Regions from separate parts of the Sus scrofa genome. Here all the other regions are linked to region 3. A link is a contact called in public promoter capture Hi-C and targeted proximity ligation data. All regions are on one chromosome and are shown on one strand. The core of a region is the stretch at or near the end of the contact, and the rest is flanking DNA. Distances in the headings are between cores, read along the strand shown.

What was found. Promoter capture Hi-C pulls out the DNA fragments that hold promoters and counts their contacts.
Region 1: a targeted proximity ligation map of alveolar macrophages shows a contact between it and region 3. A contact is called at or near these places in 5 of 47 Hi-C or Micro-C datasets (embryonic fibroblasts, fetal skeletal muscle, omental adipose tissue and 2 more) and 1 of 2 datasets of targeted methods (alveolar macrophages).
Region 2: a contact with region 3 is called in a promoter capture Hi-C map of liver, with 7 times the contacts expected there. A contact is called at or near these places in 2 of 5 promoter capture datasets (fetal liver and liver), 5 of 47 Hi-C or Micro-C datasets (embryonic fibroblasts, epiblast stem cells, heart right ventricle and 1 more) and 2 of 2 datasets of targeted methods (alveolar macrophages and skeletal muscle).

The regions. Positions count from the first base shown.
Region 1 is chr4:61,905,970-61,908,973 of Sscrofa11.1, forward strand. No RefSeq gene overlaps it. Among named protein-coding and RNA genes, the nearest start is that of LY96, 43 kb to the right of the region's middle.
Region 2 is chr4:61,969,766-61,972,867 of Sscrofa11.1, forward strand. ELOC (elongin-C) reads left to right here and starts at 1,338. Exons shown (of 4, transcript XM_001927321.6): 1 at 1,338-1,563.
Region 3 is chr4:62,600,531-62,603,756 of Sscrofa11.1, forward strand. RPL7 (ribosomal protein L7) reads left to right here and starts at 1,900. Exons shown (of 7, transcript NM_001113217.1): 1 at 1,900-1,933; 2 at 2,671-2,785; 3 at 2,948-3,114. The coding sequence starts at 1,920. It overlaps RDH10 (retinol dehydrogenase 10), which reads right to left and starts at 451. Exons shown (of 6, transcript XM_021089230.1): 1 at 1-451. The coding sequence starts at 238.

The DNA of each region.
Region 1 (3,004 bases), core at 157-2,656, 700 kb before region 3:
ATTAATTATTATTATTATTATTGCCATCCTAGTAGGTGATGGTATCTTTTTGTGATTTTGATTTGCAGTCTAATGATTAGTGATACTGAGCACCTTTACATGTGCTCGGGTCGCCGCTATGGCGCAGGTTTGATGGCCTGGAAACTCCCATATGCCGCTGGTGGCCGAACAAAACAAAAAAAAAAAGAAACCAGTGATTTATTGAACCGAAATCACCAATTAACAATAATTATCATTATTAATCAATCAATATATGATTAACATGATCTTATATTAATGACTACCAAATGATCAATATTTTTCACTATGTGCCTACTAAAGCTAGCTGTGATTACATTTAACTTGCCTGGTATTGTGTTCTCATATGTAAGTAGATAATGTCTAAGTTCCTTTATGACTTCAGAATTCTGTGATGATATGATGACACTATTCAACCCAGAAATAAACAAGAACGGGGGGAAAAGGGTGTTCCCATTGTGTCTCAGTGGCTTACAAACCCGACTAGTATCCATGATGATGGGGGTTCTATCCCTGGCCTCACTCAGTGGTTAAGGATCCAGAGTTGCCATGAGTTGTGGTGTGGGTGGCAGACACAGCTCAGATCACGCATTGCTTTGAAACAGCTCCTCAGAGCTACCGGGGCTTTAGTCTTCAGTGAGGCAACTGAATAAAAGATAACTCTCAACTTTATGTTGTGGGGTTTTTTTGTCGTTTTTTTTTTTTCTTTTCTTTTTTCAGTCTACAAAGACATATAAGTAAGCAGATGTAGACAGGAGCTGTGAGCCATGCAATCACACATCGACTTTACCCAAGAGGTACTAGGGTAAAATGGAATTTCTTGCACAGAGCAATGACTTGCTTCATTTTTTTATTTTAGACGGGTTGCTACGGGATTAGAACTCGGTGAAACTAGAGACTGAGAAAGACATTGTGAAAACCTAAACAAAGCCAATGAGAGTAGGTTAGGGTGTAGGAGAAAATGTCCCAATAAAAAGGTAGAAAAGAGAGACCCCGGCCATGATGACTAAGCAAAGTCCAGCCAACTGCCCCTAACCACCTCTCCCCCACGCATCCACTTCTGTAAACTTGTTTCTACAATTACTCCCTTGCCTGACCTCACTCTGGTCTGACCAGCCAAGCATGGACCAGGAAGACGGAGCCCATAAAAGCCTTGTGAAATCCTTCTTCGGGGCTCAGACTCCAGGAAGCGATATCCTCTGAGCCCGCTGGCGTAATAAACCTGAGTTCTCCACCTCTCCGAGTGCTCGCTTGGTTTCTCGTGGGGTAAAAGAGCTGATCCACTGCAGCCACAGAGCTGCTGGAGCTGGTACGCTACAGCCACAGGGCTGTCACCAGAGGTGGTACACTGCGGCGCAGGGCTGCTGGGCAGCTGCTGTAACAAGGGGACAAACAGAGATTTCAGAGGCTGAATCCACACGCTGGGACACCTATCGGATGTAAGGAGTAAAGGAGAGGAAGGAGGGCAGCTGATGCTCACCCTTCTCTGGCTTGAGCTCCTGGCTGTCAGTGGCCCCATTCACTGAAATGGGGAATACAGACTAATGAGTTCCATTTTTTGTGCCTTTTTAGGGCTATACCCATGGCATACGAAAGTTCCCAGACTAGGGGTTGAATTGGAGTAACAGCTGCCAGCCTACACCACAGCCACGCAGGATCTGAGCCTTGTCTGCGACCTACACCACAGCTCACAGCAACGCTGGATCCTTAACCCATTGAGTGAGGCCAGAGATCAAAGCTGCATCCTCCTGAATACCAGTCTGGTTCGTTAAGGCTGAGTTCCCATGAGTTCCACTTTTGATGTACTGAGGTTGGGGGGCTGTGCAAGTGTTGTTTGGCAGATACAACAGTGTCTGTCCCGCAGGGTACTTTTAAACTTTTAAAATTAATCGCCAACATTTTGTGATTAAATTTTTTGCACAAAAAATTCAAATTTGTACTTTCTCTTGAAAAAAAAAATCAGCAGATCTGAATGCATCAGGCCAGTATTTTCATATGATAATGTTGGAGAGGAATACATTTTTCTCTACCATTCTTGGTTCTTCTGGCTGGTGTGAGTTAAATTGACGTGAGACAGATTAACAGGAGAAAAATCACACAGACGTTTAATAATGTGTATACCTGGGAGAAACGCAGGAAAACTGAGTAACTCGCCCAAATGGCTGAAACCTTCACCTTAAATACTATTTAGGATGTTGAGGGCACGGATTTGGGACCTCAGAAGGAAGGAAGGTACTTTAAATCTGAAAGCATGCTATTCTCATTATTGGTCACGGCAGTATCAGGGCTACTGGTGAACACTGAGGAAATAGAAGCCCTTCACTTCCTTTCCCTGGAATTATTGCTTCCTCTTTTGGCTTTCAGAATTATAATTGAATCTGACACAGGAAAATGTGTCTTCCGCACATCAGCCACAATCACATTTCTATTTAGAACGCCCCCCTTCTTTTCTCTAGGACCCACAATATCTTATAGGTCTTCGTGTTTTGTTTTTACTTTGGTTTGGGGGGGGTTGGTTTTTTTTTGCTTTTTTAGGGCTGCACCTGCATAGGGAGGTTCCTAGATGAGGGGTCAAATCAGAGCTACACCTGCCGGCCCACGCCACAGCTACAGCAATGCAGGATCCGAGCCACATCTGTGACCTACACCACAGCTCAGTGTGACACCGGATCCTTAACCCACATCCTCATGGATCCTAATCAGGTTCGTTAACTGCTGAGCCACGAAGGGAACTCCAGGTTTTAGGTATTTTTAAATGGCCATTGTTTACAGTATTGGTGGTGGTGAGGCTGATGTTTTAGTGATGGTAATGGTGCTATGATTTTTAATCTTTTTTTTTTTTTTTTTTTTTTTTACAGCCACAACTGCAGCATATGGAGGTCCCCAGACTAGAGGTCAAATTGGAGCTGCAGCTGCTGGCCTAGACCACAGCAACTTAGAATCCAAGCCACATCTGCAACCTACACCGCAGCTCATAACAACTCCC
Region 2 (3,102 bases), core at 88-2,587, 630 kb before region 3:
ATCTAAAAAACTGTTTAATAATTTTTACAAAAGCTTTGAATACTTTTTATCTGCCCAATCAACTAAAAATGTCTTTCAGGCCCAAAGCGTTAATTGGGTCAATAAACTTTGGATTGCCTATATCTGTTTTCCTTTTGCGGACACTGTTACACAACAGTCCTAGTTGAGCAACTTGTAATGGTGAGAGTCTTGGCCCTACATTCCTTTCGTGCCACTGTCTGGTAAACAGAGGGTGAACTTTATTTAGCTGTTTCACCCTTCCTGGAAGGGTGCCTGAATTTCACCACGGGAAAGCAAGTAGAGACGGCTCTGACTTAAAGTGGTTCAACCTACGATTTTTCGACTTGATGATGGTATGAAAACTACACATACTTAGTAGGAACCACACATAGTTTTGAATTTTCATCTTTTCTTGGGTTACCCATATGCAGTATGATACTCTCTCCCTCCATGTTGAAGGTCCTAATCGGCCACCCAGTCAAGAGGGTAAAAAATACCTTTACAACCCTTCTGTTTTTCCTTTTCAGTACAATAATCAATAAATTACATGAGATAATCAACACTGTTATAAAAAAGCTTTGCATTAGATGATTTTTGCCTAACTGTAAATTAATGTAAGCATTCTAACCACGTTTTAAGGTAGGCTAGGCTGAACTATGTTGGGTATGTTAGGCCTGTTAAATGCATTTTCCACTTACAATATTTTCAACTTCCCATGGGTTTATCAAGACATAATCCCATCTGAAGTGGAGGTAAAATCTGTAAAGAGAATAGGCGAATGGGTGTTGAGGGGAGAGCGCACCGCCCAGAGAGCTCGAGGAAGGAGAAGCAGAGGGGGCGTGGAGTGACAAAGCTGGTGTCAGAGTAACTTCAGAATCCAGAAGCTGAGCACCCCGGTGGCTGGGAGGTGGACAGGGGGTGGGGGAAAGGCCCCAGAGCGGGGGTGGAGGGCGTGGTTAGTTTTCGGTAAACACTGAAAGATACCGGGAAGAGAGGAAATGAGGCCAGCGATTTCGCGAGCTGAGATGCTCTTCAACAAGCTCTACAACTTTTCAGAAAAGAGCGAAGCTGTTCCATAAAGAACACGTTCTTGTTAGGAAAGAAACTACACTCCCACTCTGCAACCTTTCCTCTAAAGGTAGTCTCCGACCTCCAGGCGCAGCCCCAATGAGAAGCTGGGACAACCTCCAAAATAACTAAGAGCAAAACTCAGCGTGAGGAACTACAAGTCCCAGGATGCAGTGCTGCCTCGGCCAATCACGACAGTACCCTCCAGGGAAACTACAAATCCCGAGATGCAGTGCTGCCTCAGGCCCCCCCCCTCCACCCTCCACCCCCCTCCCCTCTCCTCTCCCACCACCTTCTTGAGGATGCTCTAACCCTCCGCAATCAGATCGGGGTCGGTGCTGCATGCTGGGAATCAGAATACCCAGAATAGGATTGGTTGAGACTTGCCGAGGACCGCCGTCCTTCCAGGCTGGCCTGGGGGTGAAGGGAGGGGGCGCTGCACACTTCCTGTGGACGCCGGCAAGCGACGGACTCAGCGCGTCCCTGCCTCGCCAGGTACTAATCTCCCGCGCGTCGTAGAAAGCGTCCGTGACCCAGCGGAAGTGATTCCTCTAACTGCCCCGGAACCCACGGCGGCAGGCGGCTGGGGGTGGGGGGGTGGCCCTGGTGTAGGGGCTGTGGCGGTGCGCGGGGACCCGGTGCGGTGGCTGCGGTGGCTGCGGGGCTGACGAGTGAGTCTCGGGCTGGGGTGGGACCGGAGCTCCGGGTTCGCGTGGGGGACAAGGGAAGCTCGTACTGGGCTCGCTTGCAACCTCACTTCCCACCTCTTCCCATTTGGGCGGGGAAGGAACGGAAGCTCTTAACCTCCCCCTGGCGTCTTCAGCTCCTGGTTTGGGGGAGGGGAGAGGAGGGCGGCGGGACCTTTCCTGGCGCAGATCCGTGGGCTTGGAAAAGAGGGAAAAGGAGGGGCGGCGGCCGGCGAGACTGGGCCTCCTCGGGGTTGTGAGCGGGGAGGGTGGAGTGAGTAGCATGGCAGCCCTGTCGCTTTTCCTTTTTGCTTTCCCCGGGTGCACTCAAGATTTCGTCCTTTTCTTGGAGTCAGCTCCTAGTCACAGGAGAGGGTCCTTCACTCTTTGCAGCTGCGGGACCCGGAGAAGTTCATCTTTTGGGCAACTTGTCGGGTGATCTCAGCCTGACGTGGTGATTTGGGGCTGTCGTGCATCTGCCTCCCAGGCTCATCTGAAAGGCGGTATCTCGTGTAAAGTACAGTGGCCATTAAGTTACTCTGATGGAACTAGTTCGAGTTTTCAGTGCGAGCATTTCTACTCTGCATCGCCTTCAGTATAAGAAACAACCGAAATCCTTTTAGGGTTTTAAAACCTAATTTTCACACTGCCAAATTTGCTTTTTGATCCCCGACTAATTTCCTTTTTCGTTTAGCGGACTAAAATGATACATCTCTAATCTCGTTTATGTTATAAATGTAATATAATTCATAATACAATCCACGGTTCACACGTTGGTTCATTCATTGTGGAGACACAGTGGCAAGGAGACAACTATGGTTCCTTGTCACCTTGGTTATTAATTACTTATTGCCAGTGATAGTTTGGGATTCATGTTTAATTTTTAAATGACTGTTCTTTTTTCCGTTAAGTATGAGATAACATAGTAACTCTCTACCATTCCAAAATATACATGGATAAATTTATTTTAAATGGAGGATGCTGATTTCATTACCTTATGGTAATTCTGTAATGTAATTAGGCAATTGTTTGTAGTCAGAAGTTACAGTCAGTCCTATGTATCAGGTTCTAAAGTAATAGTTTTAAAATTTATTGAAGTATAGTTGATTTACGATGTGTTAATTTCTGCTCTACGGCAAAGTGATTCAGTTATAGTGTGCCTCTGCTAATCCCAAACTCCCAACCCCTCCACCTTGGCAACCGCAAGTCTGTTCTCTATGTCTGTGAGTCTGTTTAGTTCTAAAGTAATATTTATACTTTATAAATTGCTTGTTTGTGATTTTTTGGTAGATTTTTCAGTACTTGAAAATAATCTGGGAAATCTTTGTATTTACATTGATATGCATTA
Region 3 (3,226 bases), core at 650-3,149:
CCATGCCCGCCGTCTCCTCGTTGCTCTGCGTGTTGATGTCCCAGAGCACCAGCAGCGCCCGGCGCCGGGCGAACTCGAGCGCGAAGAGGCGACCCAGGCCGCTGCCGGCGCCCGTAATGAGGCACACCTGGCCCGCCACGCTCTTCTCCTTGGGCCGCACCAGCCAGCGCGCCGCGGCCAGCACGAACGCCCAGAGCACTTTGAAAGTGACCACGAAGAACTCCACCACGATGTTCATCGCGACGGCCGGGTCTCCGCAGGAGCCCAGCGCCCGCGTCCGCGCCCACCCCGTGCCGCGCAGCCCGGTTCCCGGCCCCGGGGCGCTTGTCAGAGCGGCCGGGACAGAAGGCAGCGCCCCGCGCCCGCCCCCGAGGTGCCCGCCGGGCTAGAGTGCGCGGCGCCACTCCCGCTCGGGCTCGTCGCGGTGGCCCCGGGCTGTGCCCGCCGCCGCAGCCACCCGACTCGGCGCCTCCTGCCGGCGGCCGCCCGCCCGTCCCGGAGCGCCCGCCCCGCCGGCCGGTCCCGCTGCAGCGGCGGTGACAGCCGCGAGTTAGGCGGCGCGCGTGGCTCTCATGGCCAAGCTGCCGCCGCCCGAGCGCCCCCGGAGCCGGCGCTGCGGCTCCCTCTCACCCCGGGGGAGGGGCGCACAGCGGAGACGGCACGGGCCGGCCGGCCGCCGCGGAGTTGTCAACTTAACCCAAGTTGCTAGAGGGTGGGAGAGTGGGGTGCGGGGCAGCGGGAACGCCTGGAAGGGGCGACTCGTTCCGCGCAGGCGAGCGCTCCGCAACGGCTTGCAGCTGCCTCCGCGGTCTCGTGTCCCCCTGCCCTGCACTCCCCGCGGCTGTCACTCGGGCACCGGGCTCCGGAGCACAGCGCCGCTTGCAAGTCGGAGCGCTCCCGGCCGCCTCTGAGAGGGCTCCACACTCCGCGCTATATAACCCGCGACCGGGAAGAGCCGGCGGCGGCATCGGCCCTCCCTCCGCTCGGCCTTCCCCGCCCCGGGCGCACCCCGCCCCCGGCCCAGCCCCCAGCCCGCCCGCCCGTCGTCCGCCGAACCGCGGCGGGGCAGCCCCTCTCACAGGGCCGTGGCTGCAGCCTCCAGCCCTCCTCGCACCTCCCTTCGCGGTTCACGCCCCCTGCCGTGGGGTGTCCCGGCCTCCGCCTGCCAAGCCCGACGGTCGGCAGTGCCCCGGCCATCCTCCTCCGGCCGTCGGGTCCTCGCTTGTCCCTGACTCGTCACTTTGGTTAACCAGGGGGCTCTGGGCGGCCCCGCCTGCGATCAGGCGCTGCAGAAGACAGCCCTGCGGGCTGAAGGAACGAAGAGAAGGACCTCAGCAGCGCGGCAACCGTCGTGCCTGTCTGCCACTAGGGTTGGGAAAGAGCCGAGAAGGCGATCAAAAGCCGGAGAGGCTTAGAATCGTAGTTGGTCCTTTGGAAGGTGGGCCAAAGGGCTCTCACTTTCCCCGGCTGGAATCACCACCACCGTGGTTCCCTACAGTCTCGGTCAAGTGTTGCCCTCCCGCCGGACGGGCAACGAAAGTGATGCATGCCGGGATTTGTAGTTCGCGCCTTGTTGGCGTGTCATTTGCAATATTACTGGGTAGAATACGAGCCGTATTCTGTCAACGCAGCCTAGGGACTAGGACCCCAAATAGTCTAGGCGTCAGCACTCTTTGCTCTCATCGTATTGATTAAAGAGTCTAACCAATGCATTCATTTTTCCCATAAGAATTTTACTCGAAACTTGGTCGTACGACGCTGAATCAGGAAGTTCTTAATTCTGCGTCCGCAAGGCGAATTCTCACTTCTGAATTCTTTTCTGGCTTATCCTGGGACACCTATGAGTCGTGGGGCTTCACGCTCGCCGACTTTAAGTGGACAGCGCGCATGCGCTAACTTCCTCTTTCCCGGCTGGAACCATGGAGGGCGCAGAGTAAGTTGCTCCTCGTCTTCTCCAGAATCCTTCTCCATCCCCGAAACCAGAGACCTTTTGTCTCCCTTTCCCCCGGTCCGATTGTAGCATGTACTTTTGCCAGCCTATATGGGTGTTTGTGACGCTGTGTGACACTAGCGGTGGTCTCAGGCTAAGATGAGATTCCGGCGGCCTTGGGGCGGAGGCTTTGGAAACACCAGGAGCAAGGTGTGAGCGCTGAATGTGTGCGGGACTGACCAGTTGTCCAGTTTCCCTTCTTTTCAGGGAGACTCAGAGCCTCTGAATTGGGTTCTTCCGTGGCTGCTGTTTGCCCCAAGCGTCCCTGCCCCCCGGCCTTTACTTACAGCATGTGGAGTTTGAGGCTTGAACCGGGGCGGCAGTTGAGGTTTTGTTTTGAGATTCTTACACCTTTTTAGATTGATTGGTAGTTCGCTGTCATTGTCTTGCATCAGTCGCATATTTTAGCTGTCTGTATTTTTGTTGTGGGAGCCTGGAACTGATGGTAGATTAAGTCTGAATTGACTGTTTTTGTGACTCTTGGTCTGTGTTGAAAGTAGGGTAAAATGGCCCAGAAGTTCCCTCAAATCTGTTTCTCGCAACAGGGCGTGCTACGGCAATTGAAAATACATTTAGAGCCACAGGCATTAATAGCGTTGAGACAGCGTTTTAGATAGAACAGGGGAATGCTGCGATGCTGTGAGCGTTCGAACTATTAATGTTAATGTTTTGTCTGGCAGTGTCAAAGAGAAGAAAAAGAAGGTTCCTGCTGTGCCAGAAACCCTTAAGAAAAAGCGAAAGAATTTCGCAGAGCTTAGGATTAAGCGCCTGAGAAAGAAGTTTGCCCAGAAGATGGTAAGTAAGTTTTTTTGTGGCATCGGTTGTAGCATCTCTCTTTTAGAATGTCAGCACATGCTTTTGTGGAAAAAGGTTCAAGGGAAGGGTTTATACTTAACTGATAGTGCTAATTTTGAGTGGAAGCTAAAAAGCAGATGAGTAACTGGTGTTGGTTTTCAGCTTCGAAAGGCAAGGAGGAAGCTTATCTACGAAAAAGCCAAGCACTATCACAAGGAATACAGGCAAATGTACAGAACTGAGATTCGAATGGCTAGGATGGCAAGAAAAGCTGGCAACTTCTATGTACCTGCGGAACCCAAATTGGCATTTGTCATCAGGATCAGAGGGTGAGTTCAGTTTTTATTGGCTTCTGGTTTTAAAGAGAGAGGTACCCAATCCTAGGGAAACTTCACGACAGGAGCAAGGAAATAGAAATATTGGGGGTGGTAAGTAGAACAG